Linked DNA regions of Rattus norvegicus: region 1 is linked to region 2. Evidence: chromatin contacts called from public Hi-C data. All regions are on one chromosome and are shown on one strand. The core of a region is the stretch at or near the end of the contact, and the rest is flanking DNA. Distances in the headings are between cores, read along the strand shown.

Evidence for each region. Hi-C and Micro-C count contacts between places; a contact is called where the count stands out from the background.
Region 1: a Hi-C map of psoas muscle shows a contact between it and region 2, with 4 times the contacts expected there. The contact joins two enhancer-like sites. A contact is called at or near these places in 2 of 12 Hi-C or Micro-C datasets (hepatocytes and psoas muscle) and 1 of 1 datasets of contacts at active chromatin or transcription factors (oligodendrocytes).

What each region holds. Positions count from the first base shown.
Region 1 is chr1:197,025,367-197,032,111 of GRCr8, reverse strand. LOC102552031 (a long non-coding RNA gene) reads right to left here. Exons shown (of 2, transcript XR_350782.5): 1 at 5,839-6,745; 2 at 2,630-3,006. It also overlaps a transcript of Eef1akmt2 not described here. Among named protein-coding and RNA genes, the nearest start is that of Fam53b, 7.4 kb to the right of the region's middle. Within about 2 kb of position 2,906, at least 59 of the 93 cell types and tissues checked have an H3K27ac peak or open chromatin away from gene starts, as enhancers often do.
Region 2 is chr1:196,891,370-196,897,886 of GRCr8, reverse strand. All of the region lies in intron 6 of Lhpp (phospholysine phosphohistidine inorganic pyrophosphate phosphatase), which reads right to left. Among named protein-coding and RNA genes, the nearest start is that of Lhpp, 61 kb to the right of the region's middle. Within about 2 kb of position 2,501, at least 44 of the 93 cell types and tissues checked have an H3K27ac peak or open chromatin away from gene starts, as enhancers often do.

The DNA.
Region 1 (6,745 bases), core at 1,657-4,156, 130 kb before region 2:
TGCTGCTGGCTTTCTTTCTCCCTGTCTCCTTGTTAGGCGGCGGATCGGGTGGTTTCTGCCGGCGCCGACTCTTGCTCGCCCCGGTGCAGGCGTGAGACTTGTCAGCACGCTGGCGGGGGAAGAGCAAACCTAGCGCTGCAGAAAAGTCTGCGCTCGGCGGGCCCGGCGAACGGCCGTGGAGACGGCTACGTCCGGGGCAGCCTCCTCCTTTGAGGCTCAACTCGAGCCCTGGCTGTGGCAGCAGCGAAGGCTCTGAGCCCCGAAGTTCCGCATCGTTTGCAGACAACTCTTTTGTTCACGGAAGTTTACACCCGCCACCCCTGGGATGCGGGCGCGCAGGGACGACTCCAAGGCTGCTGACTGACCCGCGCGGTGTCGATGGGGGTGAGAGGGCGCTCTGCCTAGGGAGGGGAAGCAGGCGGTGTGGTCGCGGCCAGGGCTTGAGGAGTGGGGGGTCGCCTGTGCCGGCGTGGTTTATGCACATGGCGAAGAGGGCCGTCCGTCACAGGATACTAGCCTAGGCACATTTTTTTTCTTTCTGCCAATCCTTGATTAGAGAGCCAGTGGGAGTCAGGTTCCCTGTTAGGGGTTTCTCTTGGTGGAACCGGGACGAAAGAGACTTGAAAACCCAAGAATCCGAAGAGGGTGATTCGAGTTGGCTCAAATGTTTTCTCGATACCCCCCGTACTCCCCTCCACCCCCGACACATACACAAGCTCCTCTTTCACCCCCAGACTGAGGGAACAGTGCTTGGGGAGTGTGGGACAAGAGCCTGGAATTGCGTGGGCAGGCTTGCTCTGGACCCTCCCTTCGGACGCCCCCTGATGCCAAGCTTGCTCCTTCTGACCGCCGGGTTCATTAACACGTACTGTACTTAGTACCATGGCGAACAAAGAAAAGCTCTTTGCAGCATTTGGTGAATGGGATTCTGCCTCCTATAGGCCACACTCCTGAGTTTTCCATACGGTAGAATCAGGACTCTGGTGTTGGGAAAGTGGTCCCCGTCCTGAGTTGCATTCAGGTCCTGGCCCCATTTGTGCCGCCTCTGCTGCCTCGGTACTTGTCTCGCAGGAGTTGGTGCAGATGGAGCTAGGCTGGTGGTGGTTCAACAGGAACAAATGTTTGTTGAATTATTGGACGGTGAAGAAAAGGGACTGTTTTCTGTTGACTGCTTCAAGAGTTGGAATGACATTGTTTATTGGCCCAGGAAGCCAGGCAAATGTCTTGTGCTCCTTCAACATATTAGCAGGCCTCCAAATGACATGCTAGCATATGTATTCCCAGCAGTCTCCACGCCTGCCTGAAAGTGGGAATCCCTCCTTGCTGAATCCTAGACTCTCATTTAGAATGATGTGACTTCACTTGGGGCCCCGGGAAAGAATGGAGTTTGCCCACCCGTGAAACTCAGGATCCTGACTGGGCCAAGTTTTGGTTTCATTTTAATTTGTCCACTTAGCAGGGACTTATCGTAGTCACAGTTCTGACGGTGAGTTGAAGGTCTGTAGATTCCCCCTCCCCCCTTGGCTGTGGGCTAGATTAGCAGAAAACTTGTTCCAGGTGATAGGCCCCCTTTAGAGAAAGAAGGTTTGAGTCACAAGGTTAGTGACTGTAGTTGTAGACCCAGGGGTGTGCCAGCCAGTTTCTGGATGCTGTGCTAGTCAAGAAGAGGCTTGGGGAATGCCTATGGTTTTCTCCCAAATGTCCACATAGGGAACATGATGCTCTTGAGACCCGTTCAAAATAGCTCTGCTCAAGGACTTGCTGCCCCCTACCCCCCTTAGAAGAGTGTGATGTGCATTGATTTTAACATCAAAGCAAGCATTCTGGAAAAGCTGTCTGTGTTGCTGCAGACAGGACTTAAGGTTGTTCAAGGCAGGATAAGTTCACTATCTTGATTGATAAAGATTCAAATCCCCATCTCCCCTTTATTTTCAGTGTAGTAGGTATATGTTATGGAAAAAGTTTAAGATAGATACTTGAGGGCCCATAGAGGAGACACTTAACTGACAATTTACAGGAAGCCCTTACTGGGTGCTCCTTTGTGCTCTCCCTCTCTCGTCCTCCCTCTCTCTCCTTCCCTCTCTCTCCCTCTCTCCCTCCTATTTCCTTCTCTCTCTTCCCCAACTGTCCGCTCTCCCCCTCCCTCTCTTCCTCTGTCCCTCACTCCTAATCTCTCCTTTGCTCTTATTAGTTGGTACCCTCTAGCATCCCCATCCTGTAGTTCTGTAGAAACTGGTTTGTTTTAAGAGAGTTCCTTGAGCTGGTGTTTGACCCATGGTGGGAGCTCAGCAAAAGCCAGCTCTCCTCCCCCGTCACAAGGGAGCTATGTTTAAATACTGTCAGCAGGGGACACTGTGGAGCAATCTGGTACCTGCAGAACTCTTTAAAATGCACACCCTTCTCAGCCACTCCTCTTCAGCTGGCACTGAGGGTTGAGGGCTGTGTCCTCTGTCCCAGCTGATGTGTCATTCAGGCATGAGACTTTCTAGGGTTAAATCATGCACAGTCTGGAAAACTTGTTTGTGCCCAGAAAAGGGGGGGGGGCACTGAAATAAACACTCAGGTCAGCACAACCACTACCACTGTGCACACCTCTCTGATGTGTAATAAAAGAAACCTGCAGGCATAATTTGTTATATAATATGCTGATAGTACAAGTTTTGGTTTTAGATGGAAACCAGATGTGGACAGACTGTTTAATTGATCCCGCAATGAGGGGAGGGGGTGTTAATAGACTAAGTAGTTCTGCAAACCCCAAAGGTGGTTTGTTTTTTGTTTTAACTTATGGGGATAACCCCAATCTCAGGGCTTTCTCAAGCATATTGCCTCTCTGCTTGTGCTGTGCTGCAGCTGTCCTTTTTGTCAGACTCCTCCTCTCTCCAAAGAGCCGGTTTGTTGCCAACACGAAGCACATGGCTGGATCTGGCTGGGCTCAGCTCTGCTCAGCTCTGCTGGGCTCCGTTCCTCCTCTTCTCTCTTCGTCCAGCTGCTGCACTGCCCTTCACGCTGTGAAACAGAGAACAGCCCCGGGACTTGGGTACTGCCAGAAATGCTGAGTGCTCTCCTTCTTAAACATCGTCCCTTGGAAGCTGGTGTTCATACTTGTTCAATGAACACCCTTTCCCAAAACGCATCGGTGCCGCATAGTCTCCTCTCATTAATTTCTGTTTGTTTCCTGTCTGACTTTATGAAGATTTTTTTTCTATACACTCCAATCACCTTTATTATTCTCCAGGGTTGGAGGCTGCTTAGTAATAGCTGACCCCATTAACAGTAGCTTCATTGCTTACTGGGATTGTGAACTTTGGAAACAAACCCAGAGGCTTAGATATGCTGATGTGCCCTGAGACTTGCTTAGAAAATTTTTGTTTTAGTACAGTTTACATTAACATGATTAATGACCATGCCACTGAAAAGTCTATATTCAAAAGCAGTTTCCATTCCCTAGGGTTCTTCATATGGTGAAGTAATTTTCCTTGCCAAACAACATTGTTTTGAAGGTAACTGGGTTGACTTAATACAGACCTCTAGTGCACGTGGTTTTGCATGAGGGTTTGGCCTTTGTACATTTGGGGTTATGGTTTTGATGATGTCTGTCTTAATCTTAAGGAACCTGGGTCAGAGGGAATCTGTATTCTTGTCTATGAAAATGTTCTGAGGTTCTGAGCAGAAATTAATGCTTTGCAAATAAAATGGGAGAGATTTGGCTTCAGGGTGTTTTGGAGGGGGTGCTGGGAAGCTGGAGCCAAGGACAAAGTTGTTCCCCTACCCCTAAGTGAATGGAAACACTTGAGCTTTTCTGAAAAAGCAAAAAAAAAAAAAAAAAAAAAAAATAGAGATGTCCTTGGTCGTCCTCCCCCCACCTCCCCCATCGTTGTTAAACGCCAATTGATTGAGAGGGAAAGTGCTGATGGGTGGGTCTGCAAGCTGCCTTAGGAACCCGAGAAAATAAAAACACATTTGAAGGACTTGGGAAGATTTTGCATTTCAAAGGGTCTACCTTGTAGACTTTCACATCACGTCAGGGGTTACAGAGAAGTGTGACAGGCACCCCCACTCTTTTAACCGGTCTCTCTCTCCTGCTGTGGGGGCTGGAGGGGAAGCTGCCTTTTGCTTGGGGGATGGGAGCAGCGTGGCCAGATCTTGCTAGGACATCATGGAATTAAAAGCAAATCTCAGAGGCATTCATGAGTCTCTAGGGGAGGCTTTTTCCACTGTATCCCTCGTAGGTGAGTGACAGCAAATCGTGTTGGTAAACAGCCCGTTTGACCCCAGGATGGGTGGCAGGCCGACATTTGACTCTTCCTCTTGCAACTTCCCTCCTTGCACTATACAAAGAAGCAGATTCTCTTCGGTGCTGGTATAATGCTGTCCCCAAGGCTGTAGCGCAATAGATGCAGGCTGATGTGAGACTCTCACTCAGCCAGACCACAGGGCCCATGGGGTGTGGAAGGCACTCCTGAGCCCAGCCTCCTCCAGCACAGCCAGCCCACGCTTCCACAGAGGAAACTGAGGCTCTGAGAAACCAGATACCTGGTCCAAGGCCACACAGCTGGAAGGCAAAGAAGCCCACAGCAGCTGCTGAGTCTGGCTGGCTGAGAAGCCCGCTTTCTCTCCACCCTGCTATCAGTCTTGAGTGTCACAAGCTAGAGGCACTAGGCTCTGTTTTATCTCAAAGCATAAATTTTGTTTAGTCTTGTTAGCACAACAGCAAAACTTACAAATTTTAACTGCCCTTCTCTACGCTTCTCCCTTTCCTGTGCCCATCCCTCTCCCCCCACCTCCTTTTTTTTCTTTAATTGAACACTTGAGTTCTATCTTCTGCAGGCCCAAAGGCAGGGCCTTAGCTGGGGAGACAGAGATGTTTTGCTTGAACTTTACAAAAGACAGATTCACAAGAAAATGTAATTATTCCCAGTGACCTTCTGGGGGAAACAGGAAGTAAATTTGGCAGCTCCAGCCTCCCCGTTTATTCAGATCCCATGTTTTCCACTCAAGAGATTGTTAAAAGGGTTTCCAAAGGCATGTGAGCTTTTTTTTTTTTTTAAATCTGGCTTTTTTATTTTTTGCATTTGTAATTCAGATGTCTCAAAGTGAATTATGCTGTGGTGCTTGCCATCCCAGGTTCATGCAAGTATCATATTTTGTTTACATGTCTGAAGTAATCAGAGAACACAGTTACACATCTTCCAGCACAGGGCAACTGGTCTGCCCCTGCCAGGGCTGGCCAAGACTCCTTATCCCCAGACAGATGGTTAAGTACAGGCTAGTCCCAGTGTGTGGGTATGCTGTGCGGGAGTGGGCTTCAGCAAGGCCTCCCTGCCCAGGTCTCCCACTTTTCTTGAGAGAGAGAGAGAGAGAGAGAGAGAGAGAGAGAGAGAGAGAGAGGTGTGTGTGTGTGTGTGTGTGTGTGTGTGTGTGTGTGGTGTGTGTGTGTGTGTGTGTGTGTAGAGCTGGTGTTAGATCCCTGTGTGCTGAATTTCTAGATGGCAGGCAGGGCAGTTGCCCTCATGCATGACTGTGAGTTACTTAACATAGAGGTTTCCAAAAAAAAAAAAAAAAAAAAAAAAAAAATCAAGTTGCCTGATTACGTCAAGACTTCCAAACATGGCTGGGATTGGAGGATGGGGAAAGGACTGAAGCACTGGTATTTCATTAGAAAATGTTCCTGAGTTGATTCTGTTAGACATTCGAGACTGAGGAACAGGGCAGACCCTACCATACTTTGGGCTCTTTAGCAGGGGATTAGGGGCCTTCTTGTGCAGGAGTGGAGCAAAGCCTTTGGAATTTTCCACTGCTGCTTCAGTCTCTGTGAAGAAGAATCTGAAAGGTACTCACCTCTGGGCGAGGTGCCCACTGTGGACGTCACCCAGGTAGTTCCTGTTTCTGTTGTGGCCACCCAGTTGCTGCTCAGGGTTCTTAAAATCTCTGAGCTACCTTCCTCAGAGTTGGAGAGGGCAGAAGGCTGCCCACGCTGTTTTCAGAATAGTTCTCTCAAGCAGGCTTCCTCTGGACTTTCTGGGTAGGCAGAATGAAGTTTAGGTCCAGGGCACAGCCCAGTAATCTTTCTATGAAAATGAGGGTCAGACCTGATTTTACCTTGTAGCTCAAAGCTATTAATAGGATTACAGTGCATAGAGTTGGCCAGTGGCCTTGAAGAGGGAGCTTCTCTGACCTCCCAGTTCAGACTTAAAGGAAAAGAGATACAGCACTCTGGACGTAAGGTGACTCCTGAGAGGGCCATGACTCCTGAGTCTTCACCCTTCCGCTGTGACCCATCTCTCCTCCCGATCTCGTCCCAGCTTCAGAAGCCGACCAAATCACTGCCAATCAGAGTTCTTCAACCAATCAGTGCACACTCATTCACCTGCTCTTGGGAGGTGACAGAGCCATTTTCTGCCTCTGCAGGCGCATACTTACCTCAACTGAAAGGTGTATGGTGGATCAGATCAGTGTGCTCAGCCAGTACTGTAGTGACCCTCACTGAAATGGTGATGGCCAGGAGCCAGGGCAAGATGTGCTCCATGAAAAAGATGTTGGTCTCAAAACCCCCAAGTCTCTGTGGTAGTAAATGAGGTTAGTTTGGGCCTAGTACAAGGCAGGGAGAGGGTGAATTCTCCAAGGCAGGTTTTCCTGTATTTATCCTGCAGACATTGCCTGGGTCTTGCTGAGCGTCCAGCCGGAGGTGGGCTGCTTACTTCACTCGTTGGTTAACTTGTTGCTCAGCGTACTGGCCCCATGGTAT
Region 2 (6,517 bases), core at 1,252-3,751:
TCCAGTGGCCCGGCAAGCACACTTCAGGGAATTCATTCCTGACAAGTAATCAAAATATGCAAAAAGTCTGCAGTGAGGCCCAAGCAAAGGATGTCAGCTCCCTGGATGGGAAACATGAACCAGATGTGAGCAGGAAATTAGGAAGAGACGTGACAGGATCAATGGCTATTTTGGGAACCTTCTATAAATCCAAAGTTATTGCTAGGCACAGCATTGCACACCTTGAGTCCCAGCACTTGGGGGGGCAGAGGCAGGTGGATCTCTGTGTTGGAGACCAGCCCGGTGTATATAGTGAGTTTCTAGGATACTACCTAGAAAGTTCTGCATAGTGAGAACTTGTCTAAAAACAACAACAACAACAATAGTAATACAAAGTAATAAAGAGCATGACAGAGCACAGCTGGGATCCCAGCACTCAGGAACTCACAGTGTGGCCACCCAGTGACTGCTGCCTAGGAGAGAACAGGTTCCTAAGTACACTACAAGAACATGACAAGGCTGCTCGGTGAGCCGTGTGCCGCTGCTCTGTCAATGTATCCAATAGTTCCACGTATGGTGGGGATAGGAATTTATAATCCTAACAAGTCCATAGAAAAGACATACCATCCGGGTATTTTATTTATAAGCTATAAGCCTAGATTAGGCTGGTGTCGAGCTATGCTAACTCACACCCAAGCTATAAGCCCCTTGTTACTTGCTGTTTCTCCTGGTCATGTGGTCCTGGTCCACGTCAGTTTCCTCCCCTCTGTCTTCCTTTCCTTTTCCTCTCCTTGCAACCCCCTCACTTGAACTTGCAGTCCCACCTTCTCTCCCTCCACTGCCCAATCACAGGCTCTCACCTTCCAGTTAAATTGCTGAGAGGGTTCATATGGCAACACTCTGTGCTCATGAGGATCTGGTTGTCAGTGGCAACCACATCCTGAGAAACCAATATCATCACAATCAAGCAGCATCAGGCCGACCCGCCACAGGGTGTTCCAGACGCTGGTGATCAGTCAATTGCTCCTCCACCTCACGTTCTGAGACAGAGTCTCTCACTGAACCTGGAACTCACCAATTGGCAAGACTTGCTGGCAAATCCCAGGGAACTTCTCAGTTCTACATCTTCAGAGCTGGGATCACCAGAATGTGCCGCTGCTCTTGGCAGGAGCCTGGGTCACAAGGACAATGACAGAGAGCTTTGCTTGGGGCTGGGGTTTCCGACACCTGGCTGGCGCCATCTGAAGGGGAGCCGGATGGATGCAGGCTCTGGATGCCTACTGGGGCACACTTCTCTAGGCCTGTGCCTACTGGGGCACACTTCTCTAGGCCTGTGCCTATTAGGGTACCCTTCTCTAGGCCTGTGCCTACTGGGGTACCCTTCTCTAGCCCTGTGCCTACTGGGGTACCCTTCTCTAGGCCTGTGCCTACTGGGGCACACTTCTCTAGGCCTGTGCCTATTAGGGTACCCTTCTCTAGGCCTGTGCCTATTAGGGTACCCTTCTCTAGGCCTGTGCCTACTGGGGCACACTTCTCTAGGCCTGTGCCTACTGGGGCACGCTTCTCTAGGCCTGTGCCTATTAGGGTACCCTTCTCTAGGCCTGTGCCTACTGGGGTACCCTTCTCTAGGCCTGTGCCTACAGTGAAGAATGGAGCCCTGACGTGAGAAGCAGGACCCTGCTCCTGACCAGTATGGGGAAAGACAGTGGAAAGGGTCAGTATGGTGACGATGAACTTAGACTGGCAGACCTCTTCATAGCTGCTCACCAGACTGCCTCCTTCATACAAGTGAGGAGCAACTGCCCACCTCACACAATTGAGCTCTGAGGGCATCCTATCAACCCTGCACAGAAGACAGGACTAAGCAGCTGTATATTGTTCCTGAGGATGGGACCCCTGCTTTGACACACTGGCTGGTTTTCATGGTATAAACGTTTCCATGGTGGATGTTCCAAGGTGGGAATGAACCATGACTCTGAGGAACCAGGAGGAAGGACAGTACCACCAAGCTGCTTCCAGTACCCTCAGACCCACAACAGTCATCCACACTGTTTAGATCACCAGGGAGGGCAAGCAGAGCAGGAATGACCTCCCTGGTCTCCAGCTTAATGGCCTCTGGGAGACAAGAAAGTGGCTTGTCCCCCGGGAGGCACGGATAAGCCCTACTGAGTGTAAGCCCTACTGAGTGTAAGCCCTACTGAGTGTAAGTTGCTTCTGGGACCCGGCCACTCTAACCAGACTGCTGGCATAGAGAAGGTGCCAAGAACTAGAGAGTATTCAACATGGTAGTCATCTCGAGGATCTGTCCCCTTGGGGTAAGAGGAGAAGGTGCGTCTGGGGCCAGGGCAGACTGGGAATCTCTGTGCTCAGCCACACCTGTCCTTGGGCCTCTTTCACTGAGATACCAGAGGGTGGCATGGTAACTACCCACAACAAACACTGCACAGCTGCCAAGGCTGGAGCTCCAGGCCACCCAGGGACAGGATGGGCCTCGGAGCCTGGTAACCGGGCCCTCTGAGGACAGCAGAGGTCGCCCTCAGCTTTGTTGCCTTGGCTTCTGAAGGCAGAAGGGTTTCTCTCCTTCACTCTTGGAACCAGCCCATGCAGCCAGGAGTCAGCAGGACTGGCTGTTTGCCTTCCTCCTTAGCTGTCTCCTGACCTTCGGGCAAGGTCTCGGTGGCCTACTGAGACAATGAAGGGGATGCTTCAGCCTGGGTGTGCCCACCGACCTCTCGCCGGCTCCCTCCCTTCTTGCTTCCTTGTTACTGCTGAGGTTGCCATGCAGCCCACACAGCCTCCTCCATACAGATTCCCATCAGCAAACCTGGCAATGCTGTATCCTCAGTCCCCAAAGCTCACACGTTCAGAGTGATGGGCTGCATATCTAGGTACAGATTTAAACTAGTACCCCGAACCAAGCCATAACCCTAAATGAAACCTGCAGCAGAGAGAGACATGCTGGCGGTTATATTTGGGGAGATTACAGCTTGCACATAGAGTCCCAGGGTGCCTGTACTTTTTGTTAAAACATTTTCTTCTTTCTTTTTTAAGAAAAAGAGGTCATGAATTTGAGAGAGTATAAAGGGTGGGGTGGACACAACAGCGGGTAGAGGAAGAAAAGAGGAGAAAATGATGCAATTACATTTTAATTTAATAAATACCTAAGGTTTTTTTTTTAATTTATTGGGCAGTACATATGTCATAGAGCCCATGCCAAGGGTCTGTGTGGAGGTCAGAGGACAGCTTTTAAAAAAGAAAATGGTTCTCTCTTTCTACCATGTAGGTCCTGGGATCTATAACTCAGGTTGTCAGGCTTGGCAGCAATCTCCTTTACTGAATAAGCCATCTCACTGACCCAAGGTTCTTCATTCTTTTATAGACTCCCACAAGGGAGGATGGCTCTCACTTCTGCAGGCAGATACAGAACAAGCAGGCAGGCAAACAAAACCCTCCAGTGTAGCCAAAAGGTACTGCAAACCTGGAAACTCCCCACCTACACAGTTTCTCAGCAGGCTACAGGCTGTGGAGAGCAAGGGCTGCACGGACAAAGTCTCTTCACAGCCTCAGGTTGGTCTCACCTGATGCTCATGGAGAGCAGTGCAGGGTACTAGAGACGTGTGGAGGAGGGCACAAGTCAGACTGCAGGGTGACGGCACTGTGTGGGACCAGCACTGTCTCCTATGACAGCTGTGGCCTGGCTCAAGTGTTCTCTGGTCTGGTGCCTGATGGGAGGACAGGCTGGAACAGGGTGTGTCAGGGGAGTCAGGGCAGAGCCCAGCAGTGCACCAGTCACGAGTTCTCCCACAGCCTGGCAGGCAGGTCAGGCCTTCCAGCCCAGAGCACCTGCCAAATGGCTTCCCAGGCCACTGTGCACCCGAGCGGTCCTCTGAGAATGGCCAGGTGGCTTCCTTTCCCAATACCCAACCTTTTCCTTAATAAACAATAATGTAGCTCTACCAAACTCTGGAAACAGGAAAAAAAACTCTCCATGATTCCACAGTGCTGGGCATAGCTCCCAGTCCAGAATCACCTGTACTAATCCACCTCCCACTGGGGAAGCAGGGCTGGTGTCCAGCATTCACTCCCAGCAGATACTCCATAAATGTCCGTATGAAGGACGCCAACATCCATGTCCAGACAGACAGCTGACTCCAAGCCCCTACCTCTGCACCTCTGAGACTCCCTCCCCAACTTAGCATGTGTTCAAGGCCTATCGTTAGCATCTACCTTGGGTTACTGAAGCCTTCTCTTTAGTACGCTACAAGCAAAGGTTCCTTTCTTTCTTGATATACTATCAGTAAACTTCCCAAGATATGTGTCAATTCACCCGGAGTTGTAAGAAATCTGTTACTCAATCCCCGCTAACAGCAGCATGTTGCTGGCAAAGTCAACATGCTGACCTCCATCATCGCCAGGGCTCTCCACGTGGTGTCTTTGTTTACATAGTTGGTCTTCTTTTCAAGATTTATATTTATTTATTTTATGCATATGAGTACACTGTTGCTGTCACGAGAGGAGGCCATCGGATCCCATTATAGATGGTTGTGAGCCACCATGTGGATTCTGGGATTTGAACTCAGGACCTCTGGAAGAACAGTCAGTGCTCCTAACCACTGAGCCATCTCTCCAGCCCCTATGTGTGTTTTTTGCTTTGTTTTGTTTTTTGAGTCATGTGTTTTGTTTGCTCCTTTCTTGCATTTGAAGTTCTCTTTGCTGACATCTTAGCCTGAGCGTCTCTGCCACAGTCCTTAACCACGGCTCAATTGCAAACAACCGCTTTACAAGATTTCTCCTTTGGCTCCGTTTCACCGAGGCCCATTCCCCCGGTTTCTTGTTGTCAGCCTTAACTAGGTTGACATGGTGCTCAGCACAAAGGGTCTCATTTAACGCATATACATGGGTTCATTGTGACTGGATGCAGGCAAGCGACGATGAGCTTCATGTTGGCCTAAGGGTTTGGCAACCTCTCATGTTTATGTGCTGGGTTCTCATGGATGCATCGGGCACATGATACCCACTGTCTATGCAACCCAGAGCTGGCATTACACATCCCACACAGGTGCGTTTGAGGGCAGTGCAGGGGACAACGATTGCTAGTGCTCTAAGAATCAGTCTTCCAGGCTGCCGAGAGCATCTTCCAGGATCTATTCATGGCCCTGTGTGAAATATTCCAGCCTAGGGCTCTTCTACTAGGTCTCCTCCCTACCCCCTCACTGTTGCCTTGGTGGGTGGCCATTCTATCAATACAGCTTGGGTTGTGATCTGGAAGGAAGGGTGTGGGCCCTAGGGAAGCTAGCCAGGTCCCTGGCTGGAAGCCTGGAACCCACAGCTAGGGGAGTGGAGGACACAGTGCAGCCAGAGTCAACTAGCACACATCCTAGCAGGTGCATCCAGATCCCGCTCAGCCATCTTCAGTGCCAGGTTCGTGTTTCCCGAGGGCCAGAGGGCAACAGAGGCCCAATATTTTCGAAGTCTAGGAGAGCTGGTGAGCATTCCAGAGTCCAGGCTCCACTTCCAATGGCTCCGTCCTGCTGGGAGGAAGCTACCCTGTTGAAGTGCTCTCCACGGCCCCCTTGTTTTTCAAGTCCCTCTCATCTCTCTGAAACCATGGCTAGCTGCCTTTCCGTGGTGAGGCCCAGTGCTTGTGCTCAGAATCACTGTGGAGAACACAGCTAGATCTGATAAGAGGAAGGGACAGGCCCAGCCATGGAGTTGTCCAGGCCAGGAAGGTGGCCAAGATTTATTTATAATTTCTTTTGTTTCCTGCATTAAGGGCCTGCAAGTCCAAGCAAGAAAGTAGAAAAAGAACTGAAGGACTTAATGTTCTCGCCAAACATCCTCCCAAAGAATGCCAGGCAGGGAGCTGCTTGGCAGATGACGTGGCTTGTCTATTGCTGTGAAGTCCCTACTCTGGCCGATCCACCTTTCCTTAGCAAGATCTCTGACACCCTCATGCTCAACATCCGGGCCCAGGAAGGAAAATGAAAACATTAAAGGCTCACACAATGATGGAAATGACATTCGGCCCATTCTGTAAGGTGCGGGGCAGGTGAGGGCCGCGCGCGTGTGTGTGTGTGTGTGTGTGTGTGTGTGTGTGTGTGTGTGCGCGTGCGCGCGTGCGCAGCAACATGGCAAAAGTCACCTGCCTGCTGATTCTGCCTTCATAACTGCTACCCAGTCATTTCCTACGAGCCTTCTGGAAGGTTCTGCTTCTGAATTGGCCATATTAAGGCTATGCCTTCATAGGAAGTAGTGTAGCTTTTCCTATGACAAGAGACAAGAAGATCACACTGGCCATACTCTACCAGGCACTTGCTGAGGGTGTCTGGTTTCCTGACAGAAAGTGTCTATGTGTGGAATTGAGCCCTGGTCTGTGCTGAGCCTACACAGCCTCACCATTTTGACTACAATGTAGTTTCTTGGCCAGGAGCCTTATGTGCAGGACGACCCGTCTCACATGCCTGAAATTAATTTGCCAGCATCTTCGGTCATTAGTATCTGATTGGCTTAGAGAACAAAAAAGAGGCATCTTCAGGGG